Regions from separate parts of the Zea mays genome. Here region 1 is linked to region 2. Evidence: chromatin contacts called from public Hi-C data. All regions are on one chromosome and are shown on one strand. Each heading gives the region's core, a stretch centred on a gene start, on an enhancer-like site or on the middle of the called end of the contact. The rest is flanking DNA. Distances are from core to core; before and after follow the strand shown.

Evidence for each region. A called contact is a pair of places that touch in the nucleus more often than the background predicts.
Region 1: a contact with region 2 is called in a Hi-C map of leaf, with 6 times the contacts expected there. The contact joins the enhancer-like site here to the promoter of LOC103647134 in region 2. A contact is called at or near these places in 2 of 25 Hi-C or Micro-C datasets (leaf and tassel).

What each region holds. Positions count from the first base shown.
Region 1 is chr2:154,969,636-154,976,037 of Zm-B73-REFERENCE-NAM-5.0, reverse strand. LOC100384780 (Ethanolamine-phosphate cytidylyltransferase) reads right to left here. Exons shown (of 9, transcript NM_001177232.1): 7 at 5,822-5,887; 8 at 5,605-5,727; 9 at 4,807-5,221. The coding sequence ends at 5,150. Among protein-coding and RNA genes, the nearest start is that of LOC118476372, 13 kb to the right of the region's middle. Within about 2 kb of position 4,502, at least 19 of the 20 cell types and tissues checked have an H3K27ac peak or open chromatin away from gene starts, as enhancers often do. A contact at or near this core is called in leaf and tassel, where this site is marked.
Region 2 is chr2:154,573,668-154,580,490 of Zm-B73-REFERENCE-NAM-5.0, reverse strand. It overlaps LOC103647134 (long chain base biosynthesis protein 1b), which reads left to right and starts at 3,397. Exons shown (of 7, transcript XR_002749961.2): 1 at 3,397-3,986; 2 at 4,072-4,145; 3 at 4,382-4,527; 4 at 4,647-4,738; 5 at 5,594-5,718; 6 at 5,843-5,904.

The sequences.
Region 1 (6,402 bases), core at 3,253-5,752, 390 kb before region 2:
CTTAAGCTCATTCACTATCTCATTTAACCGGTTAAACATGTCAAACACACTTTCATCCTCCTTCATGAGAAATTGCTCAAACTTTCCTTTGCATACATACAACTTAGCACTCTTCACAATTGTAGTTCCTTCATTAATTTCCATTAGCTTTGTCCAAATCTCAAGAGCGGTTGTGAGATTTTTTATGCGGTTGAACTCATTTATGTCTAAAGCATCATAGAATACATTCATAGCTTTAGATGTTTAGGCAACAAAAGATAGACAATACACAAATTACTAACTACTTGCAAGTAATGAGTAAAAGGTGAGAGAATGACACCGAAATTTATCACATGGTATCGGTGATTTGCCTATCACCCCTAATTCACGTTGAGGTGGAATTCAAGCTCTCACTTGCTCCTCTATCAACACACGGCTTGATCTTTGAGCCAAGTGGACAAGAACTCACTCAATACCTCGATTCCACTAGTGTCGCCTTTGCCACTCCGGCGAGGTGGGCGTGAAACCCTCACAATCAACACCGCGGCTCCTCCGCAATCTTCATGGAGAGCTCGATGGAGACAACACCTGAGCCGTCTAGGAGGCGGAAACCTCCAAGAGTAACAAGTTGATTACGCTTGCATGGTGTACCACCTAGTACCTCAAATGATCACAAAGGATGCAAATGCACTAGAACTTCTCAATCACTCACTAGAATGCGATCTCAAGCAACGAGTGTGAGAGTTTGAATTAGAGGATCACAAATGAGCTCAATGTATGCTAGGAGTGGCCAAGAGAGCCCTCACACACGAGCTCCACTTATATTTATAGCCGACAACTCAAACCTAGGCGTTATGTGCAACTAGCACAACTTCTGTGCACACGCGGACGGTCCGCCGTACCAGTAACGACTATAAAGACCGTTTGAAACCTGTCAGTGCTGTCTGTCAGTGCTGTCAGAAAAAGTTAAGCCCAAACGGTCTGCCCTCCTGGGCCGGACGGTCCGGGACATATCAACTTGGAATACCAGAGCACTGGCCAGTTAAAACAACTCGAGCGGACTGTCCGCCATTCATGGTCGGATGGTCCGCACATGGACCACTTACCGTCTGGCTAAAAACCCTGGATGGTCTGTAGTGCAAGGACTCAAAAACACATTGTCCCTGTCCGAACTCAACTTGGTTTATGCGGACGGTCCGGCCTCCTGGCTCGAACGGTCCGCGAAGGGAGACAGAGACAGGGCGCCAGCAGACTTCTCTGGCAGAGTCACGGATGGTCCGGCCTCCTGGCCCAGACGGTCCGTCGACCACAGAGTTGATATTTTGCGCTTTTCAAAAGATTTTGTATTTTGAAAAACGAAGCGTTTTTAGCCCTCATGCAAATGCAACTGTTTATGCTCTATGAGGCACTAAGTTTTACACCGATCAAGTTCATTGACCCCTCTTAATAGTACGACTATCTATCCTATTAATCCGGTCAATTTCTTCTCTAAACACCCGCTGACCGGCAAAAAAATAAAACCTACATTTTACATTTGCCTTCACTTGATCCACAATCAATGGTTATAAGTCTCAAAGACTTTACTGTTTCATGTGGTCCAATCCTGCATTCTTACTTCTCCAAGAATTGTTAATCCATAATCGGTTGTCATTAATTACCAAAACACCACTTAGGGGCCTAGATGATTCACACTCGGACGATCATCCTTATCTCGTGTGTGGTTATCCATCTAATCACGTGGGATCTGTGGGCTATCGACTAGAAACATGTCCATACCTCATTCCCTATAAATATAAAGGGGTACGACCGATTGAGAACCTCCGAACACATTCTAATCGAACCAATCTATTTACCTCCATTTACCTTTTAGTTTAAATCTATTTGTGGCCTGCCACAACTATCTCTCTTCGACTATACGCCGACCAGAGACACCTCGGGTGGCCTGCTGATCCCGGGGCATGCCTTGGAACTCTCCCCCTCGACGGGATCTCTCCCGGAATGAGTTCTAGTGTTTTTCGCGGAGAAGACGACCCTCTACGCCATCGTGGACAGTTCGACCCAAGGTCCAGATCATCTAGGAAGACCCGCTCCCGTAGAGGGATCGAGGACGGTCCGGTCCCCTGCCGCAGACCGTCCATGACGTCGTCCACCTCACAGAGCTGAATCCAAGGTATTGCTCATCACGAGAAGCTCTAGGATTTGTTGCTGTTTGGCCCAAAATAGGTGGTGACCATCATAGAGGTGGTATCTTGTAAAGCAGAAATAAAGGTCGAGTTCAAGGCTACATTGCAGGTGGTGGTATTTGTCTTACATCTTATCTACTACCTCACTCTCCAAGGTCCCGACTCCTCCTGGGTGGGACCTAGGAATAATCTCCAAACCATGGACTCACTACGAGGGTGATCTCGGGATCGTTAGTGTTTGATCCAAAAGGCGCCAACACTGTGTTTTGAATGTGCCAACTAAACACATTTTGGTTTCCAATATGACAGTATAATTAAACACCATAGTATCACTTCGAAACTGCAAAAATAATGCGCTTCCACACAGGGCCAGAGAGTTTGGCCTCACCGATATACTATCGGTATATATATATATATATATATATATATATATATATATATATATATATATATATATATATATATATATATATATATATATATATATATATATATATATATAAAGAGGAGAAAATATCTAAAAAATTAATATAGAAAGAATATTGTATTAATTGTCATGTAGTTTATGATTTTTATGTGTTTAGGCCTATTGCCTCAGGAACTATCTAACAAAGTTTTGGAATGGCCTGTTGAACGAACAATACAATCATAAAATCGACAATCCAATATTTGATCGCTCAAAGTCTTCAACGGATGTGGCTTGTGAGATGCCACTGGATGGTAGACTGTTGGGTGTAGTATTAACTATTAAGTCAAGACATCGATATAAGGTGTAACTACTTTTTAGTCTTATCCCATGATATAAGGCACGCTCTCTCTAAAAACATGTACAGATGCAGTAGTATTAGTGTTGATAGACAGTATATCCAGGGAGTATATTTCTTAGAAGGTCTGTTAGATAAATCTCGTTTTCATGTCTACACTATATTTTATAAAACTATTAATATAGCTTTTCATCTATTTAATATTATAGTTTATGAATATTTTTAACTTAATTTTAAAATTTAAGATTTATGATTGCTTTAACCTAATCTTTAAATATAGGGTTTATTGTGTAATCTAGTGTATGTATGCATGCATAGTGTTCCATCCATGGGCGCAGCGAGTAATTGCTCTCGATGCTCCTCTGGATTCTGGAAGGGGCCTGAGACAGCAGCCCGGCGTGGGACGAGGCGACGGTGCGCAGGTGGCGTGGGACGCGCGGTGGCATGCATGGAGGGTCGTCGCCGGCGAGCGTGGCGGCGGCGCGGTGGTGTCGAGGCCGGGCGCACGCACACTCTCAGACTCAGGTGATAACTGGGTTGGGACGTAAGTATCTGCCAACCGGCCACATAACGATGGTACGTACACCCCCAGGGGTAGGGTGGCGTGGGCGTCTCGCCATTTGCCCATGCACGCATGTGCAATGCAACTGTGCACACGGGTGCTTCTCCCTGCCCTGCCCATGGTGGAAAGCAAAGCAAAGCAAAACAAAACAAAACAAAGGCAAAGGAGATCTCGGCAGGCAGCGGGCTGATCAAGATCTTCTGCTACCTTGGAACTAGCAAAAGCTAGCTACCATCGGCGCCGAATTGAAGAGAGAGAGATAGAGAAAAGAAAGCTGCATTGCACTGCATCATGTGCAGGCCCTGTAGAATACAGTTAGCGCCTGTCATGTATGTCACCTTTCTTTCTCTGTCTTTTAGGTCCATCCACAGGCCGGGCGCATAATTTACCACCGGCACGGTACCCACTGCTACTGTGATCATATTGCTGCAGCCTGCAGCAGCAGTGTCAAGGAGCAAAGCGAAGTTGGTTAGGGCCGTGCTGTTGCTGATCAAAGTGAAAAAAAAGGCCTTTAGCTAGCACGCAGGACGGGCGAAAGCACATGCAAGGATCAGGCGGAGAGCCTTTGATTGACTGGACGTTCAGTCGCTCGTCGAAACAGCGAACGAACACACAATTGATACATATGTGTGGCCGTGTGGGTTCATTTTTCGTCAGATTGCTACTCCTTATCTTTGGTTTATCTATACGAATGCTGTTGGGAAAGAGGAGGGAAGGTGCGGGACGAGGGTGCAATACTCTGTACCTTCCCAAGGGAAACGACAAACGATTACCCAAACAGAAGAAACAAACGGAGGCGGAGCCTATCGACTCAACCGTGGCCACGCGTGAGTCGGACGATGAAGAAGCACTCCGAAAACCAGGACGCGAGCGTTCTAATCCAAGATCAAGGCGAAAACAAATGTCTGCTGGCGAAGCAAACCCGTCAGCGTCCAGTGGACAGACTACAGTAAATGCTGCTCACAAGAGAGCAGGCACGAGCAGGCCCAGCAACAGATGTGCGCGCGGATCACAGGTAGCACATCTCTTTCCATCCGCGACAAGGTGCAGCAGATCGGCGGCAACCATCTGTCAGCAGTTAATTCACAGATCCATATCGTATCATCAGATCCCAACGTGTCACCAACCCACGTTCGTTTCATCCAGCCAGCCAGCCGGCCGGACAGCCGTCCAGGTGTACCATCAGTCGCTGTTGCCATCGCCGACACCGGACAGTCCATGTGTTCATTCAAGTTCAGCAACACAGCGGAACCCAACCAGATTTTCAAGAAAATGACTGCCTGCCAGCGCATACGGGAAAGAAACACCAGCAGCGAATAGTTGTCAACCACGCTAACATTCAGGGTTTTCATACTGTGGCGCATAGTTTCAATGGGTGGAAAAGCCTATAGATCTCAAATGCAACTCAGCTGGAAGGCGCATATACATACAATACAGCGGGGGCAGGGAATTGGCTGAAGACGCTAGGGAAACGATGGAAATGCTCCTAGACTCGCCATCTCCTCTGCCTAGTCATTTTTGCTCATGCTTCCTAAGCTATGTCAGCGGAACATCAAAGATACCGAAGAAAAGGTACGGCTGTAGTCTGTAGATCGCCCAACTGTTGCAGTTGCTAAACGGTCTAGGCAGCAATCTTCATCCAAGTTCTGCTACTCGTAACTTCACTCCCCGTTGACGAAGCTTTTACTCTCGTAGTACTTCTTCTCGCTTGCTTCCTTCTTCTCGTTCCGCTTCTGCAGAATCGCACATGGACACAGCGAAAGTGAATACAGACACCACCAGATCAATGGACCAGAATAATAAATAAATGAAACGGCAACAGCCCCACACCGAAGAACACGTTGCCAGGCGTGTAATATAGTAAAGGGGGGGATTGGTCCCAAGAAAACAGACATTATTTAATGACACGTGCTGACATGCAAGGCTGCCTTTGCTCAAGCAGTTAATGATGCATCGCCACAATATCAGCAAAAAAATTAATATGCACGCACATTCATTGAGATATGTAGACGACAAAAAATCAACGGATGCGTGTAACTGCGAACATGTACACTGTGCAACATACTGCATGCTGCTGCATATAAAGGACCCATAACCATCAGATCGCAGCGATTACCTGGTAGGCTTCGTGGTTAGCAACAATCCTCCTGATGATAGTACTTGTAGTGATATCCAAGGGACTCTCCAGTCGGCGGTAAATGCCCATAGCCATTGGAACAGCATATGGGTGTAAATCATCCTAAAAAAAATGCAATAGGAACAGTTAGTTATCAATGTTGCAACATTTGCTTGTTCAAGTAAACAAATGGTTCTTATAAATAAAACTTAATTACCTCCGTAAAGTCCATGTTTTCAGCAATAGTTCCATGAACAACTAACGAAATATTGAATGTGGTAATCTGCACACGACAAATGGAAGCTGGAGAATTCAGGACACAAAAACAGAGCCATAACGTCAATTGCATCACATGGTCATTTACCTAGCATCTATCAATACATAAGAGGGCTTAATTATTAACCTTACAATATCTAAATAGTATGCTCCTTCTAATTGTGTGGATAACCTCAGGACACTGATGGCACATGTATTGGTGTACAATGCCCAGCTTTTCCCAATATACTGGTGCTATAAGGTAGCATTTGGCTGGGATGCAAGTTCAGTCACTGATAGCTTTCCAGAGACTTACCAACCACGTTCATTTACGAGCTGCTCAGTTTCTCAGATAATAAAGACCAAGGTCCTCAGTTGGAGAAACGAGGAACATAATAGTGGAAAACCTATAGGACTTGCTCTTTATTAACTTCATTTTTTGCCTTCATTTGTAGTCATGTAGCAACAATATTGCACATAATCACTCTGCAAGGTATATTGCTTTGTGCAGGTGCCATCTTTATTCCATTTCCTTTTACATTT
Region 2 (6,823 bases), core at 2,148-4,647:
TGCAGGGCGCCACCCCCACGAACATCTCGCACAGGTGGGCGAAGACGGCCACCTGGAGGATGGAGTGGGGGTGAGGTGCTCAAGCTGGAGGCCGAACTCCTCCAACAACAACAGGAAGAAAGGCGAGATCGGCAACGCCAACCCGCAGGAGATGTAGGAAGTGAACAAAACGAACTCCCCGACGGCGAGGTCACCGAGGGGAACGGCGCCAGCGCGGATCCTCCCGGCGAGCGCCGGCGCGCTCCATCCAAGCAGGTGGCGCACCACATTAAGCGTCGCCTTGGTCTGGAAGTGGTCGGGTTGGCCAAGCGAAGTCATGGTGCCAGCGGCGGCGGAAAGCAGAGGAGCGCAAATGCAATGGGGCGCAGAGAGCTCGAAGGCGAAAGGGCGTAGCAGTTGGAGAGAATGCGAAAGCGTAACTGCTGCACACGGGGTGAATCCCTTTTCAAGGAAGGCTCTCCCGCTCGCGCCCCGAGACGCCGCAGGAAATCTTGCCCAACGCGCACCAAAGCAGCCCAGCCTATGACACGGGGGCCTAGGCCCACAAGTCATACAGCCGATGTGCGGGACTCCGGGTGCGAAGAAGGTGAACCGCCACGCGAGGAGCGAACCGCCGCCCACGGTAGTGCGCCTCTTCATCTCCGCCGAAAACAACAGCCCAGTCACTGACACGGGGGCCTGGGCCCACGAGTCATACTCCTCAGGCGTTGGTTTCTGAGTGCAAAAAGAGCGAACCGCCGCTCGCGCCAGTGACACGCCTCCTCGGGGTCGCCGCAGAAGACAGAGAAGGTAAATTTTTAAACTGATGCAGCAGTATCGAGGCGCCTTGCGCGTGGCCCGGCGAAACCATCATGCGTGGGGGCCGCGGGTCAGTCAGCCGCGGGGATAGACGTGGCAGTTGGCGTGACCGAAGGCGGGCTGGCAGTGATTACGTCAGCAAGCACACGGAAGCGGCGCGCCAATCGCCAATCAAGCTTTGGCCCCACCTACAGGCTCGTATCCTCCCCTGAGGTGGGCCCGGGGGCCACTGTCGGTACCCTGAAACAGGGGTACCCCTTACTACAGTATGAAGGCACGGTGCCCGCGCGGCTATCTCTAGTCGCGTGGTAAACAACACCCGACCCCACCATGTGGACGACTCCGGGGCCACCACGTGGCCAGAGAAGACGATATACCCCAAGGTATCAACAGTGGGTCCGGACCCCCATGGGAAGGTGCCGGACCCCTATATATGCGGACCGGACCTCCGGATAAGGTCCGGGACCTCCGCGGGCGCAAGCCGAACCCCTAGGATGGGGTCCGAACCCCTCTGTGTGGGGTCCGGGCCACTCTCAGCAGGGTCCCGGGATACTAGGACAAAGAATACCTAGGCCTTAATCAAGATCAGGCGGGGGTCCGGAGCCGACACACGTCCGGACCTTACCGTGTACGATTCTGCTCCCCGCTCATGCGGAGACCCAATGATGCCACGTGGCCTACTGCCCGTGACGTAAGCCAACGGGCGGAGCCTGACGTAAGGCCTCTGGGCTGAGCGGCCTCTACATTTATTGCGGATAAGGCACACCGCCTGTCAATTCCATTGGCAGGTGATGTGCCGCCTCGGCATTTAATGAGCCCTGTCCATTCCACTGGCAGGCGATGTGCCGCCTCAGCATTTAATGTGCCCTGTCCACTCCGCTGGCAGGCGGCGACCAGGCCATCCTTCTAGAGGCGTGCCTGTTCATTCCGTTGGCAGGCAGTACGCCCGTGCTGCGGCATACACTGTGCTCATCATTACTCGCGCGTTACCGAAGAGGCAGCCGCGATATATTAATACTATATGGACTACAGATATTATGGCGCTCGGAGATCTTCTGGGCGACACTAGCATTGGATACTTCTATATGTATTCCCTCTGTTTTGCCCCTGGGCCCACATGTCGGGGCTCAGCACCCTTGTACGTGCCCCCCTTGAGCTATAAAAGGGAGCGCACACGACGTTACAAGGCAGACCCAACTTAGGCTCAAGCTCACACACTCACTCAAACTCACAAGTTCATACAAGCTCTCAAGCTCAATACAACACATAATGGAGTAGGGTATTACGCTCCGGCGGCCCGAACCACTCTAAAACCCTTGTGTGTTCTTGTGTTCATCGTCCATCTAGCTGACAGGCAAAACGCTTAGGCCCCTCCTCATCTTAGGATTTAGGGCGGGTGCGTTCCGCCACCCGGCCGGAGAATTCCCTCTCCGACAGAGTTAGAGATGAAATTTATAAAGAACTACTTGTTGGTATCAATACAAGCACTACTAGAGATATGCTCATTTAAGACACACATTTTAAGATGGATATCAGTGCATTTTATAGAAGCGTCGTTTATCATATGGTGATAAGTAAGATAAGACGGTTCGTTTGAGATATGTCTTTAATAAAGAAGTATTTTGAGACAGTTATATCGTAAGAAATGTCTTATATTGATTTAAGACAGATTGTTATTGAAAAACGTCTTAAATAAATATACCTTTTGAGTCATTAAGAATGCAAGAATTGTCTTAGATTCTGGTTAGTATATTAGACACTTTTGTATATGAAACCATCTCAAATAAAGATATTATTAGAGTCGTCTAGACTATAAGAACTGTCTTAGATGTTAGTGGCTATACTAGATACTTCTAAATATAAACCGTTTTTATATGATATTTTTTTTGTAAAACGTACTATGAAAAAATGTAGTAAATAATGAATTCGGCTAGTATACTTTCTTAAAACTGCAATCCCTATGGGCTCTGTAACACCCCTGGTGTTTACCTCCCGTTAAACTGTGCTTATGGACTTAAGCACAGAATATCGACAATAATAACGGTCTCTAGGTTCTAATATTCACCTATCAAAAATTTTGATATCTTTTTCGTCTCTGTCTATCCGGCCTGTTCTAACTGCTCACGAGGTCTGAACAAATTTGTTCGGGAGATTGGTGAATCTGGTGATTATTTAAAATCCATTAATTGTGCAAATACAAATTTAGAAACTTCGTCTAGTCCTCCGATTTTGTCCCAAACAAATTTATTAGAATTCAAGAGATCGTGCACAAGGTTTATAATTGCATTGTTTGTCCAGCAGAGTAATCAAACGTTCGAAGCGCGAATAAAAAATGTTTTTATGACTCGTGCCGGTCTAATTCAGTCTGGCATGTGACTGATTAAAAATTCGAATTATTCAAATTCTTGTGATTTAAAATCTAATCAAATTAAGCCCTGATATTACGATCAAGATTGTTGTTTTAGAAATGCAAACCGTGGAGGAGAAGAATGTGTATTAATTAAATAGAAAATAAATGTGGAAATATCTGTTATCCTTATCCTCCCATTGTATTCTGTTCTTTTATTTCCAGCCGTACTCCCTTCCTCATGATAAGAAATCTCTGGAAAAGTCCTGTTAAGAGATCTCTGGAAATCTCACACCTGCTGCCCCTCCCAAATTCCCTTCTCCCTCACGTCTCTTTCTCTCCCCAAGCCGCCGCCTCCCTGCCGTTCCGTGGAGCACCAGGCCAGTGCCGTTCCGATGGTCATTCCAAGCCAGTGCCATTCTCCTTTGGCCGTCCCTGCTCCAGCCGTGAGCTCACCCAGGCCACGGCCTCGTCGAACCGCACAGCCCCTGCGCTCCTTCCCCAGCCGCGCTTAGCCCTATCCTCCCTGCTCGATCTCCTTCGAGCCGTAACGGCTCCCTGGCGTGTCCGGCTCCCTGCCCCTCTCCATGGCGTCGCCCAGCTCTAGCTCGCCCCCCCTCTGATCTGTGCGCAGGGGTTTCTTCCATGGCGAGCTCCCCTGCAAACTTCATCTAGCCGCCGGCCGAGTTTCTTTGGTGGTCGCTTACCCCCAGCATCGGCCAGAGCTTGCTGTCATTCCCCAACAAACATGTGGTTGTAGGTGAGAGATTTCAGAAGTCTGTTGGACGAAGAAAAGAGAAGTGAAATTTGTGCAGCGCCCGTCAGGTGTTAGGTTTAATAGGTGAGCCGTTAATCATGGTTGCTTTCGCAACATTTCATGGGATTTTGATGTGATGCTCTATGACGATGAGCCATGTTTTCTGTAGATATTGTGTCTACCGTGTGAGGGAATCGTGCCAGCTTCCTTTGGGTTTGGGACTGGGAGCTCCATCGCTCTATGGTATGAACCACGTGTGTTTGTGACACCAATGTGTAGGATCCATATACTCTGTCCTAGATTAATTAGCAGTGTGTGAATGCCACAGCATACTCTGTCCTAGATTAATTAGCAGTGTGTGAATGCCACAGCGGCGGTGCTCGCCCGTGTCTCAGCTGCCTTCAATGGCCCCCTTGCCCGCGCAGTCGTCTTTGGGGTCCATATTGATGGTAGTCCCTCTTTCTTTGTGTGTTCACAAGATGGGTCGGCAGTTTTAGTGTCTCACACGCAGTGGCCACGGGATTTTTCAAGTCACTTGGTCGTGGAAGGGCTTCTTATTGCAGTCATAGTGTTCCAGCTCTCCAGGAAGAGCTACAAACCACCAAAGAAGCCACTCACTGAAAAGGTCAGCTGTTCTTATCGTTTGTAACTACTAGAACCAGATAATTCTTGATAGTGGAAGGTATCGTTCTTGTCGTCTCTTCATGAAGCATGTCACTGAATGCCAGCATTTTGTCTCTGTAGGAGATTGATGAGCTATGTGATGAGTGGGAGCCAGAGCTGCTATGCCCTCCAATCAAGGAGGGGGCCACAATAGATGCTCCAACATTGGAAAGGTTTGCACTACAACTTGGTTTCTGATGGAGTTGTACCAGAATTTTTTGTTCAAACTAGCAGTTGACGCATTGTTGGAACTTTAGCAGTCTATAAAGGATTTTTTTCTTAAAGTAAGTTCACAGTTACCTAGGGTACATTGTGGTTGTTGTTGCATGAGTAATCCTACATATCATTTCATATATGGATTAACCGGATGGTCTCACTCTTGAAACTGTGGGAGTGTTGGTGCAATTCTTATACTAGTTTCACTTAACTTAATAGTGCCATGTGTGGGGACCTATTAATCTTGAACATTTACTCGCTAGATTATATGACATTTAAACCATGTACTCGTGATTAACCAGCAAGGGACACCTTGAACCACATAGAATATCATTTACCCTTGCTACCCAAATGCTTACATGGCTACATGCTTCTTGGATTGTATTCTCTCTTCTCTGATATCAGTATGATCATCAAAGCACCTAAAATGTGCTGCTGTATGTATATAGCCAGTGTAATGTTGTTTCTTAGGATGCATTGCACTAATAAAACAGCAATTTCATCAATGATATGCTCTCCTAGTCTGTAGTTATAGGAATAGCTCTTGAACTTCCCTTGTGATAGAGCAGTGCTCTATTTGAAGACACTGCTATATATGGAATATTCTTTTTGCTGAATATCCCCTGAAATCTGCTTCAGTTATATGTGTATATTATTTGATTCACCAGAATTTTTCTTCACGCATTTCTGGTTGTGTTACAAATATTCATGCAGTATGGATTATAATCGTTTACCATGTTAAGTAGTTATGATTGCATCATATATGATCTTCTGAGGATCAGAATTAACCCTTCTATTTTTCTTTTATACAGTGCCGTTGGACCACATACGATTGTTGATTGTTGATGGTAAAGAAGTTGTGAACTTTGCATCAGCATGAGGTCTGGAGTCTAGACACAGCATTGCAAACTGAGGTTTAATCATCTTAGCAACTACGGTATGATACAACAAAAGAGAGAACCAATGTTATTGTTGGCTAATGCAGAAACAATGACAGTAGCTACCAGCTTCCTCTGCATATGAAAAAAATTAACTAGCAATATGATTTATCTCATTAACAGGTACGTGACCCTGAGCGCGTGATTGTTGCGAAACAACGACCACCTCGGTCTACACCTTAAAGGTATGCTCCATTATGTATTGAAATACTGAGGAAAACCATGCCAATGCTGTGTAATGAGATCAGACTAATGACTTCATAATTGGGAAATTATGCTTTCTTTGTTCTTCTAACTTGAATGCATTGTGCTAAAATAAAACAGATAAAATGCTTTTTGACTTCCCATGCTTTCTGGCATTCAGGCAGCTTGCATTGCCAGTGATTTGAAAATTAAAAGGTACACAAGCTTTTATCAGAGAGGTCGTGCCAATTAAGACAGTACACTTACCATATAATGTTGGGTTTGAAATAAAATGCTAACTTACCTTATAAAATTCGATTTGGCACTGACAGTATAAGCATGGAGACATGACATAGACTATATAAAAAAGTGGAACAGAAATGATTATCAAATAATACTTGTTCCTCTATTGCAATGAGCTGGCTTTATTTTTCTCAGTTGTATGTTCCTGGAGATCATGAATTTGTTTAAGATGTTGGGCTCTTTCAGCTTAAGGGTTGTCATGTTCCCTTCTACAAGGAATTAGAAACACCCAGTATGTATTTTATTTGCAATGATGTAAGATAGTAGATAGCAGAATTCATGATGTGTCAACTCTCTAAAAATGATATGCATATAGTACCAACCTGTGCAGTTTAACAGGTTCAATAATAGTTTTGGTGTTTTAGGAAAGGTGTACGAAAGTATACCGAATTACTAGGACAAGGGACAAAACAGAAAGCTATGGGGGTGGGGGAAACCTGCTTTTCCATCTCTTTGCTGCCAAAGAATAGATAAAAGTTGATGTCATGTTTGTGCAGAAACAAGGTTGTAATGGAAGGTTTCATGACTGCAATAATTCAGTTTCTTGAAGCGTTAGAATCATTCTATGTTGTTGAAAGAGATGGTTCAATCATCCTTTTTTTGGTTACTCTTGGTGGT